Linked DNA regions of Sus scrofa: region 2 is linked to region 1. Evidence: chromatin contacts called from public HiChIP or PLAC-seq data. All regions are on one chromosome and are shown on one strand. The core of a region is the stretch at or near the end of the contact, and the rest is flanking DNA. Distances in the headings are between cores, read along the strand shown. Region 1 holds the start of PEMT (phosphatidylethanolamine N-methyltransferase). Region 2 holds the start of MED9 (mediator of RNA polymerase II transcription subunit 9).

Region 1 (7,512 bases), core at 2,598-5,097:
GGCCTCCCCCCTTCGGGTGCTACTGGACGATGTGGGATCGGGGAGGGGCAGCTCTGGAGCGCAACAGGTGCTCCTGGGGGCCACCCCTTAGCTGAGGTGGAAACTCATTAACCTCTGAGAGTCCTCGACAGACAGCAGTGTTCTGTGTTTTTGTTGTCTTTTTAGGGCTGCACTGGCGGTTTTTGCTGCCAAAAAAAACTTAAAAAGAAGTTCAAGTGATTTTTCTAAGACTAAGTCTCATGGTCTTTCTGAAAGAAGACCCAAGAGGCATACTGGTCAACCTTGCCAATAAAACACTATTCTAATGAAAAAGAAAATCACAGATAATGCGGAAAAACGAGGTAAATAAGGGATGATTATTGAACAATTAAAGTCTGGACAGTGTCTGGAAAGGTGAGTCTGCAGCACAGGCCCCGTGGGCCGTGGGGCTGAGCTTCTGGACCTGATGAGGGAATAGCCCTAAACAAGGCTGCACACCTGGAGCTGCCCCAGGGCCAAGTGCCTGCACCTGCTCCGGCCGCCCGCCTGCGGGGCAGCCTTCACTCGGCTTGAAGTCTTGCTGATGATGCGCTGGCTCCTGGAGCTCAGGCCCGGGGCTGCGGGTGTCCCCAGGGGCTCAGCCCCTCCCAGTCCCCGCAGCCCTCTGACCATCGAAGCTCCACCCAGCCTGCTCCTCCGCCCCGGACACCTGGGGTTAGACCGGAAAGGCTGTGTCTCCGGGGGTCTCTTTGCCCCTCCCCCACCCCTCCAGCCAGCTGGGTCCATGGCCACCTGGCTCGGGTAGAAGCACCTGTTTCCTAGCTTAGTCCCAACGTGTTTGGAGAATAGAAAATGTCTCCACCTCTGAAATCTGCTGAGGTTTGCTTTACAGCCGGCAGAGGGTGCGTTTTGGCAAATGCTCGGCGCAACCTCATAGGAATGGATGTCCTGCTGTCAGTGGAGGAGGTTTTGTGGGGATCGAATCCCAGGCAGGCTGCCCTCACTTTTCTCACAGCTACCAAGATACATATGTTAATCCCCCGAGATAGTTCCATGCTACAAACGGCTAATGTTTGTTCAGCTTTTTCAGCGCCCTTCACCCCCGAGTGCCCAGGCTGGCCTCACAGGATCATCTTCCGCCAGCCCGGGGATGGATTTGTTGTCTGAAAACACACGGCGTGTGCAAAGGTCCTGAGGTGAGTGTGTGTCCGAGCTACTCCAGGCACAGCCAAGAGGCCGGCGGGAGGTCCTGTGGGTGGTGGGCGGGGGCAGGGAGACCTGTCACATCCGGGCACTTGCTGGCGCTTCCTGGGTCTGGACCACTGTGCCAGTGAGTCACTTCGTCCAGAAACAGAGGACACTGGAAAGGCCTCCCCACCAGCCCCCAGCTGATGGAGGGGTTTCCTCTTTGCCAGCAGCTCTGCCCTGCCCCAGCTCCCATGTGGCTCCTGCTGAACCTGCCCTGGGCAGGGTGGGGGCAGTTGGGCTGCCTGGAGGAGGGGCTGCTGGGCATCGTGGCCCTGGTTTTAAAGAACTCCTGATGACCTGGTTTCTCTGGCTGCCCAGCCCTCCCCCTGTGTCTGCCCAGGAACTCTGGTCCCTGAGTTACCACCCTGCTCTCCTGGGCCCCGTGCTGGGTGGGTCCTAAACCCAGGGTCCATGGGTGTCAGGCGTGGGACCCTCACAGGCGAGTCTCCCTAGGTGGGGGACCTCGGCAGGCAGCCGTCGGGAACCTGCAGCGTGCAGGGTGTCTGGTGCACCTGTAGCCTCACTGCAGCCTCACTCCGGAGATTCTGCACCTCTTTTATGAGAGTAGACTCAGCGGTAGGGAAAGTGTAGGTTTTCCCCAAGGCCACCCAATAATAAATGTTCATTTTTAGTAATAAAAGCCCTTTTGGTGATGGCTGGGAGCCAGGCAGCCAGATCCGGTGACACAGGGGAGGGAGGGAGGGCGGGAGCTGGAGAAGGCAAAGAAGAAATGGCTGCTGGCTTTGATCCTCTCTAGCAAAGGTCAAACTCCCAGCGGAGAGGTCACCTGGAGATGTTTGCCCTGGAGCCGACAGGAGACATTCTGATAAATGGCTCCGGGAATCTGAAGAGCTATGAGGCTGGGGCAGAGAGAGATAACCCTGTTTGTTAAAGCTTCGGGAAGGGGGACTTTGGGAGCAAACATCCTGCCCACCAGAGCAGCAGCTGCCTCAGAAGTGACTCTTCTGTTTGCTGGGGATGCCGCAGAGCACTCTCGGGAGAGAGGCTGGCTGGGTGGCGTCCCTGCAAGCTCAGGCCCGGGTGTGTTCAAAGCACCAGGCGAACACTTCTGCCCCCAAATATCTTTGGCGGCAGGTTTTGTGCTCACGCTGGAAGCGGGGTCTCGCTTTTGTGGTCAGCGTGTGCCCCTTGCGGGGGTGCGGGATGGCAGTGGACTCTTCCGGTTGCATCAGCTCTGGTGACCTCTGACATTTACCTTTCTTCGTTCCCAGACAAACCACACACAAAACCCAATTTCTCTGGCTTAATAAAAGAACGGGCGTAGGCAGGGAGAAAACGGGCCTGGGTGGGTGGTGCTGGCTGGGGGCCCTTCCCCCTTGGCAGGCCCCCCAGAATTGGCTCTGGTTCTGCCTGGACTCCCTGAGCGGGAGCATGACGAGCGGTGGTCAGTGGGCACACCGGTCCTGCAGCGCCTGCCGTGCGCGCAGCCCAGTCATGCCCAGTGGTTGTTAAGCACTTCCCACTGGTCCGCGTGATGGGTTTTACCAACAGGTATTTCCTTTTCACTTTCGAGGACACGAAAGTTGTCTGCAGTCCGAGAGCCAGTGCTCGCCCCCAGGCCAGTGTCCTTCCTGTCTCACCGTGGGCCTGCCTATCCTAGGGATGCTGCGGAGGCCACCGCAGGGGCCCGCACACCGGGTCTGCTCACAAATGCTCCAGACCGGCCGGTGCTGAGGGCCAAGGGGTGAGAAGTGGGCTTGAATCAGGGAGAGCTGGCTTTACAGAGGGGCTGCCTGGGCTCCCATCCCAGACAAGGGAATCTCCATTTCCCAGGTACATGGCACCTAGCTCAAAGGGGCTGTCTTGGGACCAAACCATCCAAAATCCCACCTACTTTTCTTTTCCTTTTTTTTTTTTTTTTTTGTCTTTTTAGGGCTACACCCGCGGCATGTGGAGGTTCTCAGGCTAGGGGTCCAATCGGAGCTGTACCGCCAGCGTATGCCAGAGCCACAGCATCGCGGGATCCAAGCCACGACTGCAACCTACACCACAGTTCACGGCAACGCCGGATCCCTAACCCACTGAGCGAGGCCAGGGATCGAACCCGCAACCTCGTGATTCCTAGTCGGATTCCTTTCCCCTGCGCCGCGACGGGAACTCCCCACCTACTTTTCCGAACTCCGTCGTTCCCCCTATCTCCCGTCCACCACTACTCCAGCCTTTTCCGGATTCCAGAAGGACCCCTCCGGTCTCCAGGCACCTGCACAGGTGGTCTCTCTTCCTGCCCCTGCAGTTTGCATGTCTGGCACCTCCTGCACTCAGGCCTCCCTCTGAGACCTTCCCGAAGCATTCCAGGGCAGGGGCCCCGGTGACCATCCGACCCAGCCCCCTCCCCCCAACACACCCCGCTTTTCCTGCTAGGCGCTCTTCCCCCAGGCGACAACGAGGGCAGCCCCGGTGAGTGCTCGAGGGGGAGTGGAGGAGGGTCGCCAACCGCGGGGCGGGAGCTGCGGGGAGTGCCCGCCCCCAGGCACAGGCAGCCTCAGGAGGGGCGGGGGGCCGAGCCGGCCAAAGTCCAGGTCCGCAGGGGCTGCGCAGAGCGCTACTTAAGCCTACGACCCGCCGCCGCCGGCCTCTAGCCCGCCGCCGGCCAAGGACAGGGACACCAGGTCAGTTGGCAGGACAGGTGGGGAGCCGGGGGCCGAGGGGACACCGAGCCCGGCGGCCTCGAGGCCGCCGCGGGACTGGCGGGCGCCGCAGCGCGCGGCCCTGGGATTTGTAGTAGGTCTCGGTTCCGCGAGAGGCTTGCGCGAGCCCGGGAGCGCGGCCCTGCGCGGAAACGGGGACTACATTTCCCAGAAGGCCAAGGAAGCGGGGGTCATCGGGAAAGCGCCCCGCCGGCGGCGCTTCATGGGCCGCCATGGGGGCCGGTTCTGCGGGCCGGGGGCTCCCGCGAGGCCCGCGCGGCAACCCCTGCAAGGCGGCCCGCGGCCGGGGGCTCCGGCGAGCGAGGACCATGCGGGACCCGGGGGCGGCGCCCGACTGCTGCGGGGGCTTCGGCAACCTGGACCTCAGGCAGGTACCGACCGCGCCGGCCGCTGGGCGGGAGAGGGCTCGCCAGGCCCTCCAGGTCCGCGGCTGGCCTCGCTGCCTCCGACTCCTGGGGGCGGGGCTGCCGTTACCAGGCGACGGGGCGGGGCGGGCCGGGGGCGGGGCTTCCGTTACCAGGCAACGGGGCGGGGCGGGGCGGGGCTGCGCGAGCCCTTGCGGGGAGGCGGCGCCCGGAGCCGCTGGAGCAGCCCCTTCTCTTCCGAGACCCGCACGAGAGGGGCGGCGCGGGGGGGGCCGGTGCCGGGGGCCCGCCGCCCCCGCGCTGTCCCGCCCGCGCTCGGAGCCGCCTCTGAGCCACTTCCTTCACCTGTCAGCGTCAGCGTCCTCCGTGGAGTCCCCAGAGGTCTCAGCTCCAGTCCAGTCCCCAGCCCAGCGGGTCCCGATTTAGAGCCAGGTGCAGAGACCTGGGACAAAAACCTCAGAGTTGAGCTCTGTTTCATTTGGGGGCCTTACTGAGGACTGTAGCCCAGGAAGCAGCCCCTCAGCAGCTCTGAGGGTCTGTCGGGAGAAGTAAGGGAGGGGCCGGGATCTCTAGGAGTTTTTGCTGGGACCCCCCCCCCCCCAGGGCAATCCCACATCAGAAGATGACTGCTGGGAGTTCCTGGGGTGGCCTAGCGGGGTAAAAACCGACACAGTGTTTGTGAAGATGTGGGTTGAACCCCTGGCCTCGCTCAGTGGGTTGAGGTCCAGCCTTGCCGCAAGCTGCAGCATAGGTCGCGGGTGTGGCTCCGATCCCACGTTGCTGTGGTTGTGGGGTAGGCCAGCAGCTGCGTCTCAGATGAGACCCCTCGCCTGGGAACTTCCATGTGCCACAGGAGCTGCTGCATAAAGAAAAAAAGATGACTGCTAGGCACCCAAAAAACCAGACACGTCACTCACGATTCGAGCGCTTTTCTTTGCACAGGAAAATGCACGAGCCTGGGCTCCCTGAAATTCTTGCTTAGATTTGCATCTTAACTGTCGAGGGCCAGTGTCCAGTTCTTCCTCCGTTCCGAGTCCCCTCGGGCCACGTGGCTGGATGGGGGCGACATTCTTTGTTTTCTGGAATGGGCAGGTGACATTCTTCGTCCATTTCAGTGTTGGAGGTGGGCTCTCACTGGCCTTTCACTCCAGGGAGCCTGGAAACAAAATTCTGTTGGAGATAAGGCTGGCTCGCCTTTTCGGAGGAGCTGGTGCGGGGGTGGGGGGTGGGATTGAGATCCGGACACGCCGGTTCCCCTTCTGAGCAGGGGCCTCTTCTCTGAGATCAGATCCGATTGGGAAGGTGCGGGGTCGGGGTGGGGAGCAGCAGAGCAAAGCCTCGGAGGGGGGTGTTGTTGGAGAACCAGGTGAAGCCTCGCATCTGTCCAGAGTGCAGGCCTGTCCCGGGGCACAGGCGGGACAGAGAGAGGAAGAGACATTATTTCAGTGAGCTGCTGAGGTGGAACTCAGAGGGCGCTGGGGCACAGCGCCCAGCTCAGCCACCTTCAGAGGCGGCCGCCTGGCGGGTGTGGGCCCAGCGCCAGGGATCCATCCGCCCCAACCATTGATCCTTAGCTCCTACACGTAAATGGCCATTAGCTCCCTGGACGCGCGGGGTTGGTGGCAGGAGCCACAGCAGGTCTCAGCTGAAGGGCGCTTAGGGTGGCAAAGGGGACCCTCAGCGTTCCTGCCTGGGGGAGGGGTCCCTGTTCACTGGGGTGGGCCCAGCTGCAGGGTTGGGGTCCTGCCCCCGGATCTGAAGGAGGCCTGTGCTCTGGACCTGGAAGGTGGGGGTGGGCGTGGCTGGGGCCAGGGGGCATTTCCCGGGTGTGGGGGAGGCCTTTGCTGTTCTTTCTCCCTTCCTGCCCCCCCTGCCCCAGGGGGTGGGGTGGGGTGGCTGTGCACTTGGAGAGGGCTGGCATCCTGCTGGGGGACAGGTCAGGGTGACCCCAGCTAACATTCCATTTTTCCTTGCTGCCCTCGTGGGTACAGTTAAGCTTCTTGTTGCCAACAACATCCAGTGCTCTGTGGTGTACGTGGCAGCTCTCCCTCCTCCTCAGGCGCGGTCTCTGGGTTTGAAAGCTGTCCTTCCCAGCCTGACTGAGCGGGAAGCTTTCTCCCCCCCACCCCACCCCCAGGCGCCTGAGCCGGGGGACAGCCCGGCCGGGCCAGCGCTGTCTGTGTGATGGGGAGTAATGGGTCCCGTTTAGAAGTTCCTTTACTGGCCGCGGTTTAAAAAGAGGAAGTCACGGGGTTCCCTGGTGGCTAAGCAGGTTAAGGCTCCGATATGGTCACTGCCACGGCTCAGGTTGCTGCTGTGTCGCTGGTTTGAATCCTGGCCCAGGAACTTCAACATGCTGTGGCCAAAAACAAACAAAAGAAATTGGCGAAGTTACTTTTTTTTTTTGTCATTTTAGGGCCATACCCATGGTACGTGGAGGTTCCCAGGCTAGGGGTTGAATTGGAGCTGTAGCTGCTGGCCTACACCACAGCCCCAGCCACACTAGATCTGAGCCGTGTCTGTGACCTACACCACAGCTCACGGCAACGCCAGATCCTTAACCCACGGAGCCCAGCCAGGGATTGAACCCGCAACCTCATGGTTCCCAGTCGGATTCATTTCCACTGCGTCACGAGGGGAACTCCAGGTGAAGTTACTTTTCACAGTGTATTTTATTTACCCCAATATGTAAAATGTCATTTTGTCACATGGCACCACCTGTCCAGCAGCCGCACGTGTGCTGATGTGTAGCGTGGGCCCGGTGCCCTTCACCAGCTTCTGGGCCCACTGCAGCTGGGAGAGAAGCTGGTTTTGTTTTTAGCTTAAAGGTCCCTGCTGGGCGAGGAGCCTCCGACCAAGGCCCCCCTGCCTTGCTGTCCTCCTGCTGGGGGGCAGGGTGCTTGAACTTGGCGGCCATTTGGGAGGAAACCACCGGAGGCCAATCTCGGGGCCCGGGAGAGATGGGTCTGCACGAGCGGTTCTTTTTTTTTTTTGGCTGCATCTGTGGCGTGTGGGATCCCAGGCCGGGGACTGAGCCTGTGCTGCCGCAGCGCCCAAGCCATTGCAGTGGCCATACTGGATCCTTCGTCTGCTGCGCCACAAGAAAACTAACAGAAGTTTTTAAAACTCTTGGTGTTTTCACGTGAGTTAATATAAACGTCAGGCCATTTCCTTGGGTGACTTACTCTCTAGGACACAATTTTTTTTTCCCTCTTGGGCCGTGCCTGCAGCATGTGGACGTTTCCGGGCAA
Region 2 (7,512 bases), core at 3,494-5,993, 54 kb after region 1:
AAAGGTCTGAGGAAAAAGGGACCAGTTCCTACCATTTATTTATTTATTTATTTTTATTTCCTTTGGTCTTTTTGTCCTTTTAGGGCCTCACCCGTGGCATGTGGAGGTTCCCAGGCTAGGGGTCTAATCAGAGCTGCAGCCACCGGTCTACACCACAGCCACACATCTGAGTCCCGTCTCTTACCTACCCCACGGCTCACGCAGCACCAGATCCTTAACCCACTGAGCAAGGCCAGGGATCGAACCCGCCACCTCATGGATGCTGGGCGGGTTCACAAACCCCTGAGCCACGATGGGAACTCCAGTTTCTACCATGTATTAGAGTGGAAAGGCCCTTCTAACGAGGACCAGAACTCAGAAGCCATAAGGAAAAGCCTATCTGCCTACACAAAATGACACGCTTCTGAATGACCAAAAAAATCCACAAACAGCTAAAAGAAAAAATACCAACAATCAGAAACAAAGTCAAGAGAAAAGCAACAACGGGGGAAGATTTCATTTACCTGAGAGACGCAGGCACACCTTCCTTACCGGACAAGGCGCTCTCGGAAAGCGGTGTGACCGAGTAGAAAAATGGGCAGTTTGCAGGGAAAAAATACACGACATAGCAAGTTGCACACGAAGACACGCTTTCCCTGATGTGACAAAGGCCCAGATGAGTGCAGTCCATCACCGCTGACCCGCGGCATCAGCCCAGGGGGACAGGCGAGTGGTAACAGCAGGTGTGCGGGACACAGATTCCCCGTGCGGCTGGGGAAGCACGAACGGCCGTGGACGTGACCACACGTCCATCCTACAGCCACCGTGAGAATCAGGCTGGACGCGATTCTCAAGGTCACCAGACAGGTCACCAGATGGCGCCGACGAGGAGGCTGACTGCGGCGAGACGGCAGGTGCCAAACGCCGAGACGGCGCCGACGGTGCCTTTAGGTAGGAAAGAGTTTACCTAAAGGACTGCTCGGGTCCTGAAAGAGAAGGCGATGCGGTTTGGGGCCCAGGCGGGGGCCGGAGGGGAGCTCCCTGGCCGTCTTGCCTCTTCAGGCTTGCGGGCTACATCCACAGCTGCAATTTTTCTATTACTTTCTGGGGGCTGATTTACGGCCCTTTCAGTTAGCCGAAGCCATCCACCTACAGCGCGGTGTCTGGAGAAGGATGGAGGCACGCGGCACCCTCGATTCAGCGAGAAGGATCACAACGACAGACGCACAGACGCAGCCTGGACTCCAGCAAGCCCTCTGCTGAGGACGCGCCTCGTCTAAACTCTCAGATACAAGGAGCTTACCAGGCACTGCTGCTAAAGGGAAAATGAGGAAAACCCACACACATTTATGCTGCAGCCGCCTTACTGGGGAGGTCCCACGTGCGAGCGTGGAAAAGAGTCCGGCTCAGATCAGCATGTGACCAAAACACCCGTGCCATGTGACCCCAATGGTCTGATGGTGGGAAAAGACGTGCTTGTGTGAGTTACTAGAAAGGCACGTACAGTGTCACCAGCCTGATGGCAACTCGAGGGGACCGGCTCCTCTTGGCATTTCACAAGGCTCAGAATCTGCAGCTGCTACTGCTTTTTTTTTTTTTTTGCTCCTCAGGGGACGCAACTGCAGCACAAGGAAGCTCCCAGCCTAGGGGTCAAATCGGAGCCACAGCCACAGCAACGGCGGATCCTTAACCCACTGAGCGAGGCCAGGGATCGAACCCACATCCTCATGGAGCCTAGTCGGGTTCGTGAACCACTGCGCCACGAGGGGAACCTCCTTTTTATTAGGAGTTTTCTTCACATGCCCGGTGGCTGCGGCTGTTCGGTCATCCATCTCAGAGTCCAGCGCTCCCTGGGTTCCATGTACAAAGCACTGCTCTCACTGCGTTGGATGGAAGAGGAGAAAGACGAGGTCGAACGAACGAACGAGAAAATGTTGACTGTTACGACCTGGCTCAGACGAACGGCGAGAGAAGATACAATTACTTTATGCTCCATTAGTAAAAAGCAGGCCATAAATAAATACTGGGGAACATATATTTTTTTTAAGTGAAAAGGCTGAGCGGACACTGCGTGAGTGATGTACCGCCTTCTCAGGATGAACCAGCTTCTTTCCTGGGGAGCCCCCACGTCTCTGGGGTGTCAGGTCAGACAGCCTGTCAATCTAGAAGCCGGGGCTGGGTCTCGGGTCTGTCTGAGGACTTGCTCTCAAGCGCTCTTCTTAGGTTGGCCTCTCCCTCCAGCTCCCGAAATGGGCAAGTGTCCCCCCTCCAGAGACCCTGTGCATTATTCTTTCCTAAAAACAAACCTTGGGAAAGTGTGAGCCTTTAATTATCCACCGAGACAGAAGGGGGACCACCTGTGGGCCTGGGGTCTCGAGAGGACTCAGGGGATCCGCTCCTAAACAGCCGTCCAAGCAGCCCTCCCATCCTCAGTCCCGTCACCCTCAATCACCTCTCACCGGAGGCCCTTGGCCCTGCCGCCTCCTGAGATCCGGAAGGGGCCGCGGCCAGAGGCAGCTGCTCCCGGCCGCTTCCTCGGGCTGGGAGGTGGACTAGCCCCCGGCCCCCCCCTACGGCAATCATCCCCTCTCGTGTCCTTTTCAGTTTTACGCTTAAAAGACACTCCTCACTGTCCACTCAGAGGGGACAGAGCAGGTCACACACGGGACGGACACAATGTCTTTCACAGAATGTTCTTGAGAACACCCCACAACAACCTTACGATTTCGGTGTTATTGCTCCCGGTTCACGAGAGAAAAAGATTCAGAGAGGCCGTTTGACCGAGGCCGCCCCACCAGCACACTACAAAGCTACCTCGGAAGCCCTCCTCTGAGGTTCATTGCTATTATTCACCTCTTAGCGACACGAAAAATTACGGCCTAGAAAGGCTCTGTATTTACCAAGATTACAAGGCAAGCAAGCATTAAGACTATCTCATCTCGGAGTTCCCACCGTGGCACAGCGGAAACGAATCCGACGAGAAACCCACTGGCCTCGCTCAGTGGGTTAAGGATCTGTGCCGTGAGCTGCGGTGTAGGTTACAGATGCGGCGCAGATCCTGAGTTGCTGTGGCTGTGGTGTAGGCCGGCGGCTGTAACTCCGATTGGACACCTAGCCTGGGAACCTCCATATGCCACGGGTGTGGCCCTAAAAAGAAAAAAAAAAAAGAGAGAGAGACCATCTCACCTCGCAGCCCATGCTCTCTCTAGTGCACCTCAAGGATCCGTCTTTAAGGCCAGCCCAACCCGAGGGTCCTATCAGGATGCCAGAGTGTGTACACTGTGTGTTTTAATTTTCCAAAAACCAGAACAGATAAATCTGGGTTCATCTGGACAACGCCCTTCCAACCCAGCACCGCCCTGGGACTGCAGGGCGTGCAGGTGGGTTGGGTTTCCTATGTCACTGCTGCCTACGAGTGCTACTTGCTGATCACAGGCTCACGAGAAGAGTCGGCCTCACCAGATAAACAGTATGTTCACACCAAACGAAGCCAAGTTCTAATGTGAGAAAAAAAAAGGCTTTGCAGTTGTCTGAAAAGTGGTGGAAGCGTCAGAGCGTCCCAGGCAGTGACTCTCTTCCACCTAAACTCAAAACAAGCTGGGCCACTGACAACACTTCACTGTTGTGAGCGGCAATTTCATTTCAGCAAAACATCCAAGAGGATGCTGAGGTCCACCTGAGTGTTAGAGCAGAAGGAACATTGTTTTAATTTGCTTTGTTTTGGGTTTTAATGGCTAAACAGACGTGATAAGCTGAGGGGTTTACACCTTGTTACCATGGGGACATAAATAACAGTAAAAACCATTTGGGCAAATGTGGGGACCCTGGCGATTTTGGTGGGGTTTTCCCCCCTCTTTAAGGGTCAGTCTGAAAAACCGGGTCCCCTGAAGACCGGCCTAAAGGAGACATCACCCCTGCGGCATCCTGTTGGGAACTGTGAGTGCGACGGGCTGTCTAGCGGCCATTCCCTGCCATGGCCTTATCATCACCCCTAGAATCTCTTCGCGTTATGGGTTATTCCCGTTCACGACTCTGTTCCTTCTAACTGGTGAGCAACGTGGGCGTGAACCGTATGCCCTTTCAAGTGTACATCCCCTGGCGCTTAGCAGTGTGCCACCCGCGAAACATGACCCACATCTGCTGGAAAAGACACCGAAGCGAGCGTTCTGTCCTTCATTACGTGTGAGAAAACAGCCCCGAGAAGCCTGGCTGGCTCCGGCCACAGGGACGCTGCACCTGTGCACGTGGTGTCCAGGTCGGCTTCGTTTCGAGGACTCCGCCCGGCCAGCACGGGGCCTGGCAGCCCTGAGCTCAGCGTCCGCTCAACTCGGGGGGAGGCTCGCGGTGGTCTTCGCGAGGCCGCCTCCCCGGGACCGGCGGCGCCCCGGAGCTCGGCCCGCGACGGACAGCGGGGGCGCACTCGCGGGCACCCCGGGCTCTTACCACTTGATGACGTTGTGAACCAGCGGGAGGAAGGAGCAGTTCTCCTCCGCCTTCACGACGGCCGGGGACGGAGGCCTCGGCGCGGGCTGCGGCTGCGGCGCGGAGACCGGCGTCGGCAGCTGCGGCGTCGGCAGCGGTTTCGTTTCGGGCATCGGCGGCTCGGTTGGCGGCGGCAGGGCATCCTCGGCCTGCCGGCCGGCGGGCACCCCCACTGAAGCCATGGCGCCCCGCGTTTCCGCGGCGGGTCGGCTGGGCCGCGGCTCAGCGCGCCGAACGCGTCGCGGACTCTGCACGTCACCACCGTGCGCCGCGGGGCGGGACCCAGAGGGAGGCTGGGAGCGCGCGCCCGGGGACGCGGGGCGGGGCCTGGGCGTCCGTTACTAGGCAACGGGCGGCCGGCCGGGCTAGGGTGCCCTGCTTTGGGTTGTGCGTTGAGGCAGCTAAATTGTTAATAGAAATAGATATATGTCAGAAATAACATTTTATTCCTATTCGCGTTACAAAGAGGATCCAAAATCAACAAGTGCGGAAGACTTGAGATAAATAAGGCCTCTTGAAGAGCGGAGGCCCCTGCCCAGCACCTGCTGGGGTCAGGCCCTGGGCCAGCGGGCGTGGAGAGAATCCCGGCGGAGGGACCCACGGTTCCCACCCGCGCAGAGGCCTTCAGGGGAGAGGCCCTGCGCCCGCCCTAAGGACGCAGGAACAAAGAAGCTGCGACGAACTAAGTCAATACTTAATATGCATCTTCTCCATGACTGCTGTACTGCCTGCGGGGAGGGGTGGGAGTTGTCCCAACTTCCACACGAGGCTGAAGGGGGTTAGTGCCAGGAATAAACATGTCCTAGGAGAAGTCAGCGGCACGTACTCTCCTCACCTGTGGGCCCCAGCTCCTTAAGCCTCCAGGGCTCAGCGTCCTCACCCCAAAAGCCTTATATAGTTCAGGAGCCTAAACTGCTTCCCACCTTCCCACACGTGGCCGGCCTCCAAGCTCGCGTTTGCAGGGGCACTCACTCCCTGGGATCTCAGGCCAAAGCCAGGGGAACTCTGGTGGGTTTGTGGTTATGCTCCTCAAGACAAGTCCTCCCTGGCTGTGTAATAAATTCCTGGGCGATGAGAACACACGTTCTGAGCTTCGCTGGTGAGTGGAAGCCCTGCCCTTCCTCAGAGCTTTAGAGACACAAGGAGACTGCAGTCAGGTGCCAAGATGAGAAGCAGCATTGAAGAGCAAGGCGGCCGTCCTAAGGAAAACGTCACTGCAAATATTTCTAGATGCATCCAGAGGGGTCTGTGAAGGCAAGTCCTGGGGAGGCTTGGAGTGGGTGCTTTGGGCCTCAACACTGCTTTCTTGTAAGAACTACCCAGAGAACCCCTGAGGGAGCGCATGGAGGGGGAGGTGAGGACTGCTGCCCAGGGGCCTCTCCGCCCAAAGGAAGTGCCAGGGTCCTGGTGGAGAACCGGAAGGAGGACCAGAGGCACTGAAGGGGCTTCCGTGCCTGGAGTCCTCTGGGGAGGTACGGAGGCTGTACCGGTAAGAGGAATGACCACAGCTACTCTGCATCAAATAGATACAGGGGACAGAGCAGAGTCATCTCACTTAATCACCGCAGAAAGCTCTGGAAGGTGGATGTTCGTGTCCCATTTTATCAGTGTGAAGACGCTGGCCCCAGGGTCACACAGCTGTCTGACCCCAAGCCTATGGTCTGCAGCAACCCAGGGGAGACCGCGGGTCCCTCCCAGTTCTATGATTCTGAGAGTCAACATGTTAAAGGGAGGTTTTTATCCAGAATTTGAGAAGAATCCAATGATCATCAGTAATATCCCCAAGGCAATGGCTCATCCCCCCCGCCCCCCCGGTGTGTTTATAGCTTCATCACCAGCCTCACCAGCCTCAGCTTTATCGTTGGCAGAATAATGAGGACATCTCTTTAAAAAAAAAAAAAGGGAGAGATAGAAAAAGAAACACTTGAGGTATAAATAGATATGACTAAAGAAAATAAATTGAAAACATAGGAGGCATGAACCAGTAGGACGCATTGACGATCTGCCCTGAAAATAGTTCATACAATTAAGTAAAGAGTAAAGATGACCTCAGACCCTTGCAAGCGGATGTCAGAACAATCCTGCCTGTGCTGGCTTCATTAAAGCTGAAGTGACCACAAATGCGTGCCTGCTCAGAGCTGCTCCATGAAGTGTCAGAAGAAAAAAAAAAAGGGCAGAAGCTCCACTGATGTGTAAGGACTGAGTGGTGCTGTCGTCTGCAGGGGAGGCTTTCTGCTGGCTGCACTCACGGGGGCTCTACCCACGTCTGGGAGCCGCCCACCCCGCCTCTTGGAAGTTGCGTGACTTTGGACAACTACACATAAGTCACCTAGAAAAGTACCCAGGGGCAGTAGGTGCCACTTCTTACTACCCAGAATTCAGGCTCCTTCACCAGTGAACAAAACCTGGACTTGGGGCATCGAAGAGGAGCAGCTGTATCAGCATCTCCAGCAGAAGATAACTTGCGTCGCTTTCAGCGTTCTAGCAGCCGCTGACGTCATCCGGTTTACAAACCCGACTAGGATCCATGGGGACTGGGGTTCGATCCCTGGCCTCGCTCAGTGGGTTGGGGATCCAGCGTTGCCCTCAGCTGTAGTCCAATCAGAGCTGCAGCTGCACAACAGCCGCAGCAATGCCAGATCAGCGTCAGCAACCTACCCCACAGCTCATGGCAACGCCGGATCCTTAATCCACTGAGCGAGGCCAGGGATCGAACCTGCGTCCTCATAGATACCAGTCAGATTCGTTTCTGCTGTGCCACAATGGGAACTCCCTCCTGAGCAGATCATAAGAGGACTTGAAGCGAACAGGAAAAAGACCAACCGTTGCCAGGCAGGGGAGGCCAGGCTCCGTTCTCTCTGACTGTGGGACCTGGGGCAGCCCATCTAACCTTTCCTGCCTTAGTTTCCTCATCTGCGAAATGGAATTGTAACAACACCTCCCTAAGGGGGCTGAGTCAATGTGGGGAGAGGGCTTCAACCTGCCTGACAGGTAGTAAGCTCTGAGGAAGCTTTACCTTCTACTAACATTTTTTCCATTTCTCAAAAACAA

What was found. HiChIP or PLAC-seq counts read pairs in DNA pulled down with a chosen protein or histone mark.
Region 2: a contact with region 1 is called in an H3K27ac HiChIP or PLAC-seq map of skeletal muscle. The contact joins the promoter of MED9 here to the promoter of PEMT in region 1. A contact is called at or near these places in 1 of 5 promoter capture datasets (liver), 2 of 47 Hi-C or Micro-C datasets (both in liver) and 2 of 2 datasets of contacts at active chromatin or transcription factors (alveolar macrophages and skeletal muscle).

Annotation. Positions count from the first base shown.
Region 1 is chr12:60,876,520-60,884,031 of Sscrofa11.1, forward strand. It overlaps PEMT (phosphatidylethanolamine N-methyltransferase), which reads left to right and starts at 3,848. Exons shown (of 7, transcript NM_214365.1): 1 at 3,848-3,857.
Region 2 is chr12:60,929,256-60,936,767 of Sscrofa11.1, forward strand. MED9 (mediator of RNA polymerase II transcription subunit 9) reads right to left here and starts at 4,744. Exons shown (of 2, transcript XM_003132045.3): 1 at 4,423-4,744. The coding sequence starts at 4,643.